Regions from separate parts of the Gadus morhua genome. Here region 2 is linked to region 1. A link is a contact called in public Hi-C data. All regions are on one chromosome and are shown on one strand. Each heading gives the region's core, a stretch centred on a gene start, on an enhancer-like site or on the middle of the called end of the contact. The rest is flanking DNA. Distances are from core to core; before and after follow the strand shown.

Region 1 (6,457 bases), core at 657-3,156:
TTTTTGGTTTGTTTACATGTAGGCCATAAAGATCATCTTTGCATTGAAAGTGATTATTTCCTGTTCTACTACATTCTTTTCAAATAATGGCAAATTAATTTGTATGATTCAGTAAATAAACGTAATTTTGTAAACATTTTACAATATACCAGAGTTTGTGTCCTTTTTAACCAAAAAATACACTACTATATAAACACGATTTGTTTATTCATCAACTTAACATTTTTTTTTACAAAACACATGCAAAGCATTTAAACAATATTAGCGAGTGTTGACAGGCTGGTCCTGAAGATATTGCAGAGTGGATTTCCAGTGAAAACTTTCCATAGCAGTAGAAATCATTTTAGGAGTCCTGGGGTTTCTGAAGCAACGCCATGCTAAGCTTCCCCATCATCAGAAGACTAAGAAAAATAACAAAAAGAGTAAAACAAACATGACATCATTTATTTTTAGGGCACAAGGAGCCATACATTTCCAGGTAAAATTGGTCTTTGTTTCAAAGCAGCAATTACCAGTCACAGTATAGCTGGGAGCACCCAAATATAATTTACAAAAAATGCAGTGTATGAGAACTCGGAATATAAAAACCAACATACATGCAACATGTATATCACATGCATGTGAATCATTCAGATTCCCCATGTGATATTTACCATGGTGAGAATCAATCCCAATGTGTATGGTTGTTACTGAGTGGTTAAATGAGGGTTGTTAATCACATGGTTACCTTGCTCCAGCGACCAGACCAGCGGGCATGAACTTCCTCGACCCGTAGAACCTCTTTCCCATGACGCCTGTCAGCGCTCCAGACGTAGCTGATAACGTAGAATTAAAAACATAGAGAAATGCGATTACACCTTATTTGAAACCGAAGAAGTAAAAAAAAATAACCCCCCGCACATCAATACAGAGAACATATGTTAGCTTGCTTACCGAGGGAGATCCAGATGTCAGTAGGGTCCTTGGACACCTGATAAGCACCGAGGCCGGCAAGCCCACCGAAGACTAGACCAGCGGCCAGGGAGGGCACGCTGCCTGGGCAGTCAAGGACAGCAGCAGACGCTTAGATTAAGTGGACAAACTTCAGGGGAACACGTATGATTGATAATAGTCATTCTTTATCTCACAAAACACGTAAAAGGCCTATATAGGGAGATAATTAAAAGGTTATATATTTACCAATTAAAATAAATACTAACCTGCTTTGACGTAGCCCATTACCCCCCCGGAGGCGACCAGGGCTGCGTACCCATATCCTACCCAATCAACAGACATGTTTGACACCTGTCAAACAGAATAAACATTTTTTAGTTTCTTTCCATTATGTATACAAAGCACTCTTGTATTGAGGCTAATTATGAACAACTAGAGCTCAATTAGTAAATTCTGAATAATCTTGAGTATGGCTTGTGCGTGCAACACTATGCACTCACAGTTGCAAACACATTGATAAGCCTGTCTGACTGCCCCGAAACCACACAGCCATTACAGAAAACCAACTGTGCAACCAAGATATTGGGTAACATCGTTGCACACACACAATGCTTTCAGAATGCATTCCCTTATCAGTTATCCAAACCATTTCAATGTCTACAGAAAGGAGGGTCTTTCTGATGTAAGAGGCAAGAGCAATGAGATAAGACAGCAATAGCTTGCAGCCACGGGGAACAACACACAAAAAAACAGACACAGCCAATCTACATTGAGTAAACATAGCTAATTATCGATGCATGAGTTATCTCAAGGTCATATTATTAAATTACCAGCGTGCGTACTGGCTCTCACCTGTTAAGCCCCAGTTTGTCCTTTACTGGTCCTTTCGCACTGGTTCTTGCTCTCCGCCGGTGATATATCTTTGCTGCACACATCCCCGCCGGAAAGGGGCTGGAGAAGTGCACTATGGATAATGAAGTCTCCTCATTTATGGGCATAGATTGCTTCCAAACCATGAACCCTCATACACTCTTCCTTTTTAGGGAATGTGCCTACATGTGCTAACCCTAACCCTAAAATAATTACATTTTATTTTACGTTAATGAAATATAAAGAACAGGAGCATATCTTCCAAAAATTAATACTGCTTTGAATTTATATCAACACACGATGGCGCTACAGGACTACATTTTGTTTTGTTTATGCGGTGGAGCGCATCAACTATTTTTCTTCCTCAGTCTCGTCAAGCGCGTGCGCGTGCACGGACTTCATTGTGACATACACGCGTCAATCAAGAACATCTTGATTGACAGCATGATAATTGTGTGAGAAATAGCATTCAAAACGTGAATTTCGTATTTATTTTATTCTATGATTGATATGGGGTTATGTTTCTTGGGTTTTGTTACTTTGGTCAATTTCTGATAAAATATGTGCGGATAAATTACATTAGGCTTGACGTTGGTTCTGTTTCAATACAAGAAATATTCACTTTATCTGAAAACTGAAATTAATGATAGTGCTTCCTCCAGAAGGAAGATGGCGCTAAAAGTCCATTGAAGAAGCCTCAGAGACAAAACGCGTTCAATAGGTCTAGAAGACGGTCCAATACTGGAAGAGCCTTGTAGGCTGTCGGGTCTATCATAATGTTAATGTACATCAGGATGTATATTTGGAAGTGTAAGGTGAATAGTTTTCCCTCATAGACCTCTGAAGGTTGATAGCCTAGTTCTACTATAAGGGAATAGGCCCACGCTACGACATGGGAAGATAAACCGATCAATAATTAGGCCAATAGCATTTTCGTAGGTTATATGCTTAACCATATACAGGTTATTGAATATATTGGCTATATATTCTCTTATTTTATATGAAGCATAAATAACAGGTAGCCTGTTTTAAAATAGGCGTTGATATTATTATTTTTTTTTTTATTACTAGGGCCAATTTGTATAAGCCTTCTTATGGTTATTATTATATTAATTATTAGAATTAGTATTATTATCACACACAAACGTACACATTCGTCCCGTTTGATGTGTATATAGGCCTACCCCTATATAGCTTTTTAGTTTTATTTTGGCGGAGGCCGCAGGAAGCAAGTTTGCTTCAAACCTGGCCTTAGACAAATGGAAATATGTTGAAACGGCATGACAGTCTTTAACATACAACGCATACACTATAAGATTGATTTTATAGCCTGCTTCTGTAGCCTGTAGATATCTCCGTGATCCGCAATGCTTCAAAAACCGTTGTTCACACACGCCACACACACACACACACACACACACACACACACACACACACACACACACACACACACACACACACACACACACACACACACACACACACACACACACACACACACACACACACACGCACGCGCGCACACACGCACACACAGACGCACACACACTTTTGTCCTGGCGTAGCCTATATCATGACAGGTATTCTCTTCTGCCGTTATTGATTGTGCGCTTTCTTTTGAAGATGCTTGTTCTAAATATTTGATCAATAAACCGCTGCCTGGAAAGTACAACTCGAGTCGACCGAAAAGTAAATGGGCACGTTGATTCAAAAATGTTCACATAGTGTCCAATAAATAAATACAAATAACGATATGTTAATATAGTTGCCAAAGCAGTCGGTGTGCCGTACACAGGGTGTTCTTGATAACCCTCTCTGGTCATTCAGAGACTTTGAAACAAGTAATTTGGACTAACAACCTATTATCACTTTGGTGCGTGTGTGTGTGTATGTGTGTGTGTGTGTGTGTGTGTGTGTGTGTGTGTGTGTGTGTGTGTGTGTGTGTGTGTGTGTGTGTGCATGTGTGTGTGTGTGTGTGTGTGAGTGTGAGTGTGTGTGTGTGTGTGTGTGTGTGTGTGTGTGTGTGGGGGGGGGGGGGGGGGGGGGGGGGGGGAGAAAAAGAAAGGGTGGGGGGCAAAGAGAGAAAAGGAGATCTGAGCTCATTTCGCACTTGGCCCGAGGGGCCTACACAAGTAGGCTATGTATTAGAAATAAACAGTGGATAAATAAATTATGACTCTTACAATACGTATGTATAGCCTTTGTGTAAACGCAATGATTTTGGCAGTTAACCTTCAAGTTCTGTTTTGACATTGTTTTATTTGAACTAATAATCACGCTCACACCGTCTATTTGGTTAAAACCAGTGGAAAGATATTAGGATCTAATTCGTTTCCGCATTAAAGTATAGGCCTGTACGAGGCTGTCGTACTTAGCTTACTTCCCGTTACCTGTTTGCAATGTTATGAAGCCTTCAAACGACTTATTCCAGTCATCATTTCGCTTTTACTACGACTTCTCCCAGGAAGGGTGTAGGTGCACACACGCGCTTTGCGCATGCGTCACCAGGTTGCCGAGAGCGCTTTTATGGCCAGGTGAGCTGATCTTGTCCAGGTAGTAAGTAACGAGTAACTTCTGTGAGTAAAGCTGAGATAGCAGGTAGCTCGAACCACCCGAGGTATCAGAAAAATGTCCATAATGGGCAAAATGGCGGAATGGCAGGTAGGCTATGTTCTGCTTATTTGAAACTAATGAGCGAGAAAAAAATGCGCTCGTTCGCTGTCATACTTGTTTGATTGACTTTTTTGAGGGCTGCACAAGTTGGTTTTTCTCCCGTCAAATGTACGTGCAGTATTTGTTTTCATTGCGTAAAATGTATGGAAAATATGCTTGTGATTTGATATGCCTCTTTACAAATATATAACCCACACCAGCCAGTTCCCTTGCTTTCATTTGTTTTGGTGAAGTGTCGTCTCTTCTTTGTGTTTATCGGTGCTCTGGTGTTTTGTGTCCAAATAGAATATTTGGAAAGTGACTGCATGTTTCTCTCACTCCATAGATATGTTGATAGTGTTCTAGGTAGGCTACACCTTAAGGCAATCCGCCCGCCGTTTATAGCCTATAATTAAACTAATTATCAAACATGCCATGAATTAGGCCTGTACATGCACAGTCCGATTTAGGATCAAAACTTGTAGACTTTGGAACAGAAACAGGACGAGCTGTAAACCTAAAATCCTACAGGGCTCGTGTTTGGAGTGATGTCGATGCTTGGGATGCGGGCGTCGGGGATTTGAAAGTTTAACAAAAAACAATTCCAAAATAAATACTTTCAAACTCAACATAAGTAAATCCATTGGGGGTTCACTTGCCCAGAAAGAAAGCGATCGCCATCAAAACAAAACTGAGACGGGCAAGATCAGCCCCCCCCCCCTGCCCCTTCTTCTGGTAGTTGTGCGGTTCATGCGTCGGATTTCATTTAGAACAACTGCTTGTAAATGTACCCCACCAAAAATGGTAATCCAGCTTTAAACGAAAGACCAACGCCTAAAGAGGTCCGGCGACCTGTCTGGTGACCCCCAACCTGCTAAGGTGAAGGCTGGGCCGGCGACAGGTCTGAGCCCGGCTCCCCCACCGCCGCTCATTCACATGAAACGAGCCCATGTTGTTGTGTTAATTATTTACATTCCCCCAATCCTGTGTCCTTACAGGTAGTCAATAGACCTGTATAGCCGCTTAGAATGGCTCACCTCTTTAGCATAACACAGAAAGATTCTCAAGGTCTACTCTCGGTCTCAATGGGTTAAAAATAACAGGTTTAGAAAAAAAAAATACAATAGTAGGCCTACAGCATAACATCGCCAGCCCCATCAGTCAAAGGAGACGCGGGAGATGGTTTGCGTGTGTGGCCCTTTTTGGGTCGTTCAATTCTTGCAAAAATTGGCTTGATCAATTACAAATCCATTGTGTGGAAAAAGTCTGAAAACATGTTTTAATTATAATAACATTCTAATAGTATCTGCACATAGGTTATCTTCACTCCGTTCTGAGGAAAGCATTGCCCAGAACTTGTATCTTCATTTGTTTAAGGATAGTAAAACGCATGTCTTGTGCTCGTGTAGGTTAAACTCGTTGCTAAATAGAAGAAAGTATTACACGGGAGGCTATAGTTTTTACCTGTGTGCTGTCCATTGGTGTTGTGAGCAGCAGATGGGGGGGAATCAGACGGCTGTTGATATGCTAATGAGGCCCTATGCCCGCGTTATTACAGCGCTGCGCGACTCGTTCACTTCCACCATTAGAGGGAGACCTCACAGCGCAGACAGACAAGTCCACAGCTTCAATAAAAAATTGTATTTTTTTCTGAGCGGGAGCCCTATTCACTGACTGAGAACAAGGCTTAGGCGATACTTATACTCAATATCCACCTCAGCAATCCATGAAAATGCTCTGGAAATTAACTGATAACATTAAATATGAAGAATGTGAGGTAAGGGACTTGTGATTTGTTTGTATGGTTATTTTTTTATACTTAGATATGATTATGGTGTTTTTTAAGATTAGGCCTATGTGTTTTTGTATACTGTCAGTTTTGACAGTTTCACATTTATTTAAAGAATGCTCAGATACTATTTAACAAAATTAGGCCTAATCATAATTCCATTCTGCAATTAATATAGTAGGGTAATAGACCAAAAATATAAGCAATTGTACG
Region 2 (6,508 bases), core at 130-2,629, 460 kb after region 1:
TAAAAGTTTGTCTTCTCCTTCTCCTGAAGTTATGTAAACGTGTAAAATACCTTTACTTTGAGCAAAGCTAAATAATATAGGTCTACGATTTTCTGAATCCCTTTTTACTTTGCCAAACATCTGAATGTTGACACACTTTGGAGCCTCGAACATAGATGCCATCGATGGCTCTGAAATAGGGTTTCCCTCTGCCTCTTTATCTAGTTTGAGTCAGAAATGTCAATTCAAAAAAGAATACCAATAGGAAATTAATTTGATTTTGTCCCTCAACAAAGACCAACCACTGGGAACCGATTAGAGAATCCAGCTCACATCGTGACACTTTAACTCAGCTGTCACTTTCTATGGGGTAACAGAGACACACACACACACACACACACACACACACACACACACACACACACACACACACACACACACACACACACACACACGCGCGCGCGCGCACACACATACACACACACACACACACACAATGGGGGCCCACCTGGACCAGTGAGTTAATAAGCCGAGGTTTGAGTGACAAGTGACATTTCATTATGGAGAAGTCACAGGGGACAGTAGAAATCCAAACAGACGTGACACACACAGTGTCAAAACCAGGACACACTGCAGAGAGAGACATATATACGGCATGCGCGTAGGGAAACTTTGCTGCAGGACTTTATGCGCAAACTCTTTATAAGGACCTTTTCTGCTGTCATCTCGATTTGATTTGAAGCACAACCGCTCGAAGAGGAGCTGTGCTACAGGACGACATGTTGCGTTCATACTGGCAGTTCGAAATACCCCTCACTCCTGATCAGTTCAGTGGGAGCCACTCCTTGGTTCAGTTTGGGGTTTTAGTTTTTGTTTTTGTTCAAGTATTGCACACCCAAAGGGCTTTAAGGAATATGACTTTATGCGTAACCAATTTATACAAGGGGACTTCTTTTTGTGCGTGTGTGTGTGTGTGTGTGTGTGTGTGTGTGTGTGTGTGCGTGTGCGTGTGCCTGTGTGTGTGTATGCAGAGGTTTTGTAGTTTCAGTGAGGTACCAATGACATTGCCTTTATCAGTTTTTCTTCAAGGCATAGAATAATGGTATTCGTCATATTTCCCACAACTCTCATTAATCAAATAAGCTAAATGTTGTTTTTTACACTCTTCACTCTTTACATTGTGTTGACAGTTGCTAGTTGTGTTAAAATACGTTGGTTTGTAAATATGATTGTAAAGGGTATATCTAAGCCAAAATAGGATGTAGTTCAAAATCATTATTTGATGAACTGATGCAATAAAATGAAAGAAATAAAATCCGTTTGTCTGATACGCTGTCATTGGCTATACAACAGTCAATCTTATGTTTGTGGGCGGGAGCTGCGAGTTGAACCAATCATGTTCTACACACACCGTACGCCACATGAATGACAGACAGTAGCAAAGATGGCGTTGAAGGAGCTATCATCGCTGGAGAAATTTCTGGGACTAAAAAAGCATAACAAGTACAGTACACAGGGAGACAACAAGGTGAAAACACCCCTTTATCGGTTTGTCATTTACGATTGACCTCTTAATACAATTGTGATTAGAATAAGGAGTTACAGAAACAATGGGTGAACGCTGGTTAGCTTGTCAATGCTAGCCCCGGTTAATACAACGTACGTGTGCTAGCCAGCTGAGGTATATCGGCTGAGTTATTTCCCATATACGCTTGTAGATATTGGTGATAGCAAACGATCTCACACAATTCTGTAAGTTCTGTGTGAACAGTGGCTTGTATTGCTATGTATCCAATGTCCACATGTCAGCGATGACTGGATGGGACGTGCCTTTTCTGCGCATGTCCATCCCCCAGTGCATGCTGTGTGCTGACGACACACCCTTCTCCTCCATAACTTTCCTTCTATGATTTTACGTGTCATATCAACGATGCAAAATCAAATTGGACAATGACGTGTAATCACAGACAACGTAGGGTCTTCAATTCCCTCACCAGCTACCGACTCCAGAATGAGATTCAGCAAGCCTTTACATACAATCAAACAGAAATCCATCTAAATTATAAATGCAAAAAAAAGAAAACTGTTATTCTCAAGATGCCTTGTATAGTGTGTTAATTTATCATAAATCACAAGAACTGTAGATTTATTGCCCCTTAAACCTCGTCCTTGGCAGGTACCAGTGTTGCAGAGCAATAATGGGCCTATGGTAGGATTACTGACGGTCTGCAGCCACCTGGTGAATGAGGCCAAGCGCCCCGAGTTGCTGGGCACGTCCACAGAACACAGGGCCATGGTGCATCAGTGGCTGGAGTACAGAGTTACCAAAGTGGACGGCTGTACCAGGGAAGAAGCCAAGACCGTTCTTAAGGTAGAAAAGAGAACACGCACAACGACCCAGTTGTCTATGAATAATGCATGAATGTACTTCTATAAATAGACTGCTAACCAATTGTTATTAGAACTAATTGCAGTTTTGTTAATAACTAGATAGTGGTGTATGCACATATTGCAAAACACACAAAATTATTCTCTTTAATACATCCCACCCTAACCCCATCGCCACACTACACCTAGCAATAACTTTACCTTCTTTAGAATGGTTCAACAGAAGTGGTATTGTATAATACTTGCATAAGCGATCAAATCAACTACAAGCCAAGCAGGGTTAAACAGCAAAATACCCGCTCAGAAACAGACACCCCCACACACACACTGCACCGCCTTTAAGAGGCGTCAAATCGCTCTCCCTCCATCTCTCTTTCCCTCCCCTACAGCGGCGAGGAGATCCAGTGACAGTGTGGGTCTTGTTAAGGTACAAGTTACAGGAATACAGAGTGATGTATGGCCCCCTTCAGTGACACGGCCACACACACACACACACAACAATAAAAGGGCCTTAATGTGTTGGACACCAGTCAGTGTGAAATGGATTGCTGGATGCAAAGGTGCCTCGTGGCGTTGTTTGTGTCAGCGTGAAGGGTCTGTGAATGTGTGCGTCTGTCTCTGTGTGTGTGTGTGTGTGTGTCTGCCTGCGTGCGCGCTCGTGTCTCAGCGCGGCGCGCGGTGGTGTTGTGTCACGGCTGAGGCCTCTCGCTGTGATGCAGCGTGTCTCCGGAGAGGCCTTTTAAATATTTTAATGGTCCCACTTTAAAGGAGCAAGTCTCCCTCAGCCCCGTGGCTCTGCTGCCTGTCAGCCCCCTCTGTCCCACCCTGCTGCTTCTGCCCCAGCGTCCCTCACAGAAGCATCCTCTCGGAGCCCCGACGGTCACTTCCCATTAGTGGAAGAGCAGGACAGGAACTGTCAACAGCCAGGGTGCTTAAAAGTTAGCGTTTTGTTTCAGGCTTTCTTACTCCTCTCCCTCATGTACAAAAGTTGTCTCTAATGCTGGGGTTAAGTTTGATGGTTTGAAATCCACGACGGACTGACGGATGTTTTTGAATTGACTGTTTTATTAAAGGAGGGACAAACCACACAGTTTTGTCGAGGATAACTTCATTTACAAGCAGGTATTTTTGAAAAGTGAATCACAACGGTGCAGTCCCATCTCGGGGGTCATTGTACTTTATCTTCTCATAGTTGTTTAACTTTGTTCATTTGTGCCAGACACTTTAACAACTATTGCGTTGACTTAATAAGGAGGACTACACTTAAACGACATCATCCGGACTGATGCCCTTTAGTGGGTGTGAGTGTGTGTGGAGGAACCCAGGTTTGCAGCGCTGCGAGCTTGGTTAGGCAGCAGAGTTGCCGTCTCCATTCCCTGCTCGACTGGGCTTCAGCACCATGGCTCTGGGCTAACAGAGGCACAGATCTGATTGTGGCGAGGGGAGCAAGTCTGCTGTCTTCATGCCTTGCTTGGCATAGCCTACTCTTGCCGCACGATAACTCCATTTGCCCTCAAGACGCTCCGCGTGTATGCCGTAGCAATCGCACAATGTACAAGTGCTAAAGATGTTTCCGTCCCATGGGACCAGCTCCACGCACACACACACGCGCACACACGGAGCACTCCTGTTGTCTTGCGGATGGCTTCATTTAGATTTGCACTCAAGCACCCTTGTTATTTGGTAGCTGGGGAAACAAATTGGCCGTTTTGTACGGAATTATTGCTCAATGGCCAGTCATGGGGAGAGCATGTCCCCCCAGGTCATGTATTATTCCTGTACACACACAAACATACATTCATACATACACAAGGGTGGATCAAACACACAAAGTGCCTACTGAACATTTCTTTCACTCCTCCATGTGAAATTCCTGCCAAAGCTGCTCGAGCTTTTTGGAACACACAAAAATGTATGCAGAAGTTGTCTGAGCTTGTTTATCCTGACACCGGTTCCTTCTTCGTTAATTGTTCTTATGAAACAGTGCATCATTTTCAACAGGGTCACAAACGTTGGCTTTTTTACTTATCTTCCCTCATTCTCTGTGTGCTGATTCCACATGCATGTCCTAAACGATTTTCTCTGGTTGTCTCCTACAGGACCTCAACCTTTACCTGCAAGACAAGGTCTACCTGGCAGGCAACTGCTTCACCCTGGCCGACGCCCTCATGTATTACGGACTTCACCCACTGGTTGTAAGTGTTGTATTTTATACCCAGGTTTTCCCAGCAGGCTTAGCCTGGCCACGGCCCAAGGGAAGGAGTTGTCTAACGAGATATCTCGTCAGGATGTTCTTCAGAATGAAATGCCTTGAAAAGAACAACCTCTGTGCCAAATTGATTGAGATGATCAGTACTTTTTTGTATCGCCAATTTGTATCCATCTACCCCCACACACAACGTTCCCACTAACCAACACCAGTCATATGGCCGAGGGGCCGACCTGAGAACCACATGGTAGTAGACGCGGCTTTACAAACGCCGGACAAACCCCCGGGGTGCCAAGCCATGCGGCACAAAGCGAAGCCTGTAGCCCCAGACCACGGCCACGGACGACGACGGGCACGCCCCTCCCCGCAACCAAAGCAGTGAATTACGACCCCTGCAGCGGTGGGACGGACACAAGGGACGGATGGAAGGATGACGGCAGGGCAGGGAGGAGGACGAGGGTATCACATGCCGAGAGATGTCAACGGCTCTGTTGCCACCAGGCAGAAGGGGAGTCACTTTGGTTCCGCTGTCAGTGTGGTCTGAACCCCGGGGACAAGGGGTCAGCCCGCCCCTAATCCTCAACCACACAGCCCGTCCCCCATGCTCAATTTATGGACGACAACACTGAATGCACAAACACTGAGTGCCGAGCATAGAGCCCTGAGGATATGAGCTCGGAAGCCTGTCCACGCGGGGGGATTTCCATTTAGGGTCTTTCGCAGGGTGGTTAGGAACAAAATCGTATTGATTCGTCAAGCGCTCTGATAAGCATATTTGGGATTTTTACCGCAAACTGTGTCCGTGTATGATTGTATTGTTGGTCTTGGAGTATCCAAGTACGCTGTTTTATGGGATTCAAACAAACCTGTGTCACCCCAGCCAGCAGTGACTCAATGTGGGAGGTAGTGAGGCCTGATATGTGTTCCAGGCAAAATTCTCACTTTTCTAAGGCCATATTTTATCACAAGGTGACAATTGCTGCTGTGCGTTTTTGATCGCCAATAATACGTTAGGAAAAGTAAGCTGAACACACAATAATTCTTTGTAGCTAAGTCATTATAGGTCACTTTGAAAGTGTTGTTTGGAAATGACTGCCAATGTACTACTACTACCATTATCAGAGTGCACCTATCTGGATTATAAGTGCAAATAGAAAATGAAATCTACGTCTTAGCCATGCGTTTACTGTTGTTTAGCAGAGTTAATCAGCACCCCTCCAGCCAATCAGAATCAAGCAATCACCCTGGCCGTGGTATATCAACGCATCCCTACTATTACAAGGCATTCAACTGTACCACATGTGTATGAGGTCCTATACAGTAAAGTATACATCCCCAGCAGATCCGATTCACCTGAACCTTGTCCCCATGCTCCCTCTCTCCTCTCAGGTGGACCTGGCCGTCCACGAGAAGGAGCATTACGTCAACGTGACCCGGTGGTTCGACCACCTCCAGCACTACCCCCGCCTCCGCCACCACCTGTGCCCCGTGGTGGTGCTCAGAAACAGAGTGTACATCAGCGGACACCACTGAGACGTTAGATCCACCACCACCACCACCACCACCTGGTCTCCGAGCTCCCTGACGCCCTCACCGGGGTAGGGATGAACTCGGACCATCTTCTGGGAAAATGTGTTCACCTCCACCACCCCAACCCCGGGGAAAAGACTTGCTGCTTTTCACAAATGCCAGGAAGGCTTTCGTGTCTGCTTGTTCCTATATTGTCTTCATGTTTGTGTTAACTATTTCCCAGCTCTGACCTGTAATCGTGACTTGAATACTGAGGTACATGTGGTGGGTGAGGGGGCTTTCGTTTTTCAGTAAGTTATCCAGACAATATCAACACCTTCAGGGTCTGCTAAATGTTTTTTTCTTTATGTGGATCCAACAAGGGAAAATATATCGACAATGAACTTCAAAGTAGCATGCAAA

What was found. Hi-C and Micro-C count contacts between places; a contact is called where the count stands out from the background.
Region 2: a contact with region 1 is called in a Hi-C map of gill, with 7 times the contacts expected there. The contact joins the promoter of eef1e1 here to the promoter of tmem14ca in region 1. A contact is called at or near these places in 2 of 6 Hi-C or Micro-C datasets (gill and gonad).

The regions. Positions count from the first base shown.
Region 1 is chr23:14,055,767-14,062,223 of gadMor3.0, forward strand. tmem14ca (transmembrane protein 14Ca) reads right to left here and starts at 1,907. Exons shown (of 5, transcript XM_030349189.1): 1 at 1,786-1,907; 2 at 1,200-1,284; 3 at 934-1,035; 4 at 728-815; 5 at 191-401. The coding sequence starts at 1,275. The coding sequence ends at 344. mak (male germ cell-associated kinase) reads left to right here. Exons shown (of 15, transcript XM_030349192.1): 15 at 1-146. It overlaps tfap2a (transcription factor AP-2 alpha), which reads left to right and starts at 4,333. Exons shown (of 7, transcript XM_030349540.1): 1 at 4,333-4,464. The coding sequence starts at 4,432.
Region 2 is chr23:14,519,503-14,526,010 of gadMor3.0, forward strand. It overlaps eef1e1 (eukaryotic translation elongation factor 1 epsilon 1), which reads left to right and starts at 1,380. Exons shown (of 4, transcript XM_030349491.1): 1 at 1,380-1,507; 2 at 2,156-2,350; 3 at 4,467-4,562; 4 at 5,966-6,508. The coding sequence starts at 1,424. The coding sequence ends at 6,109.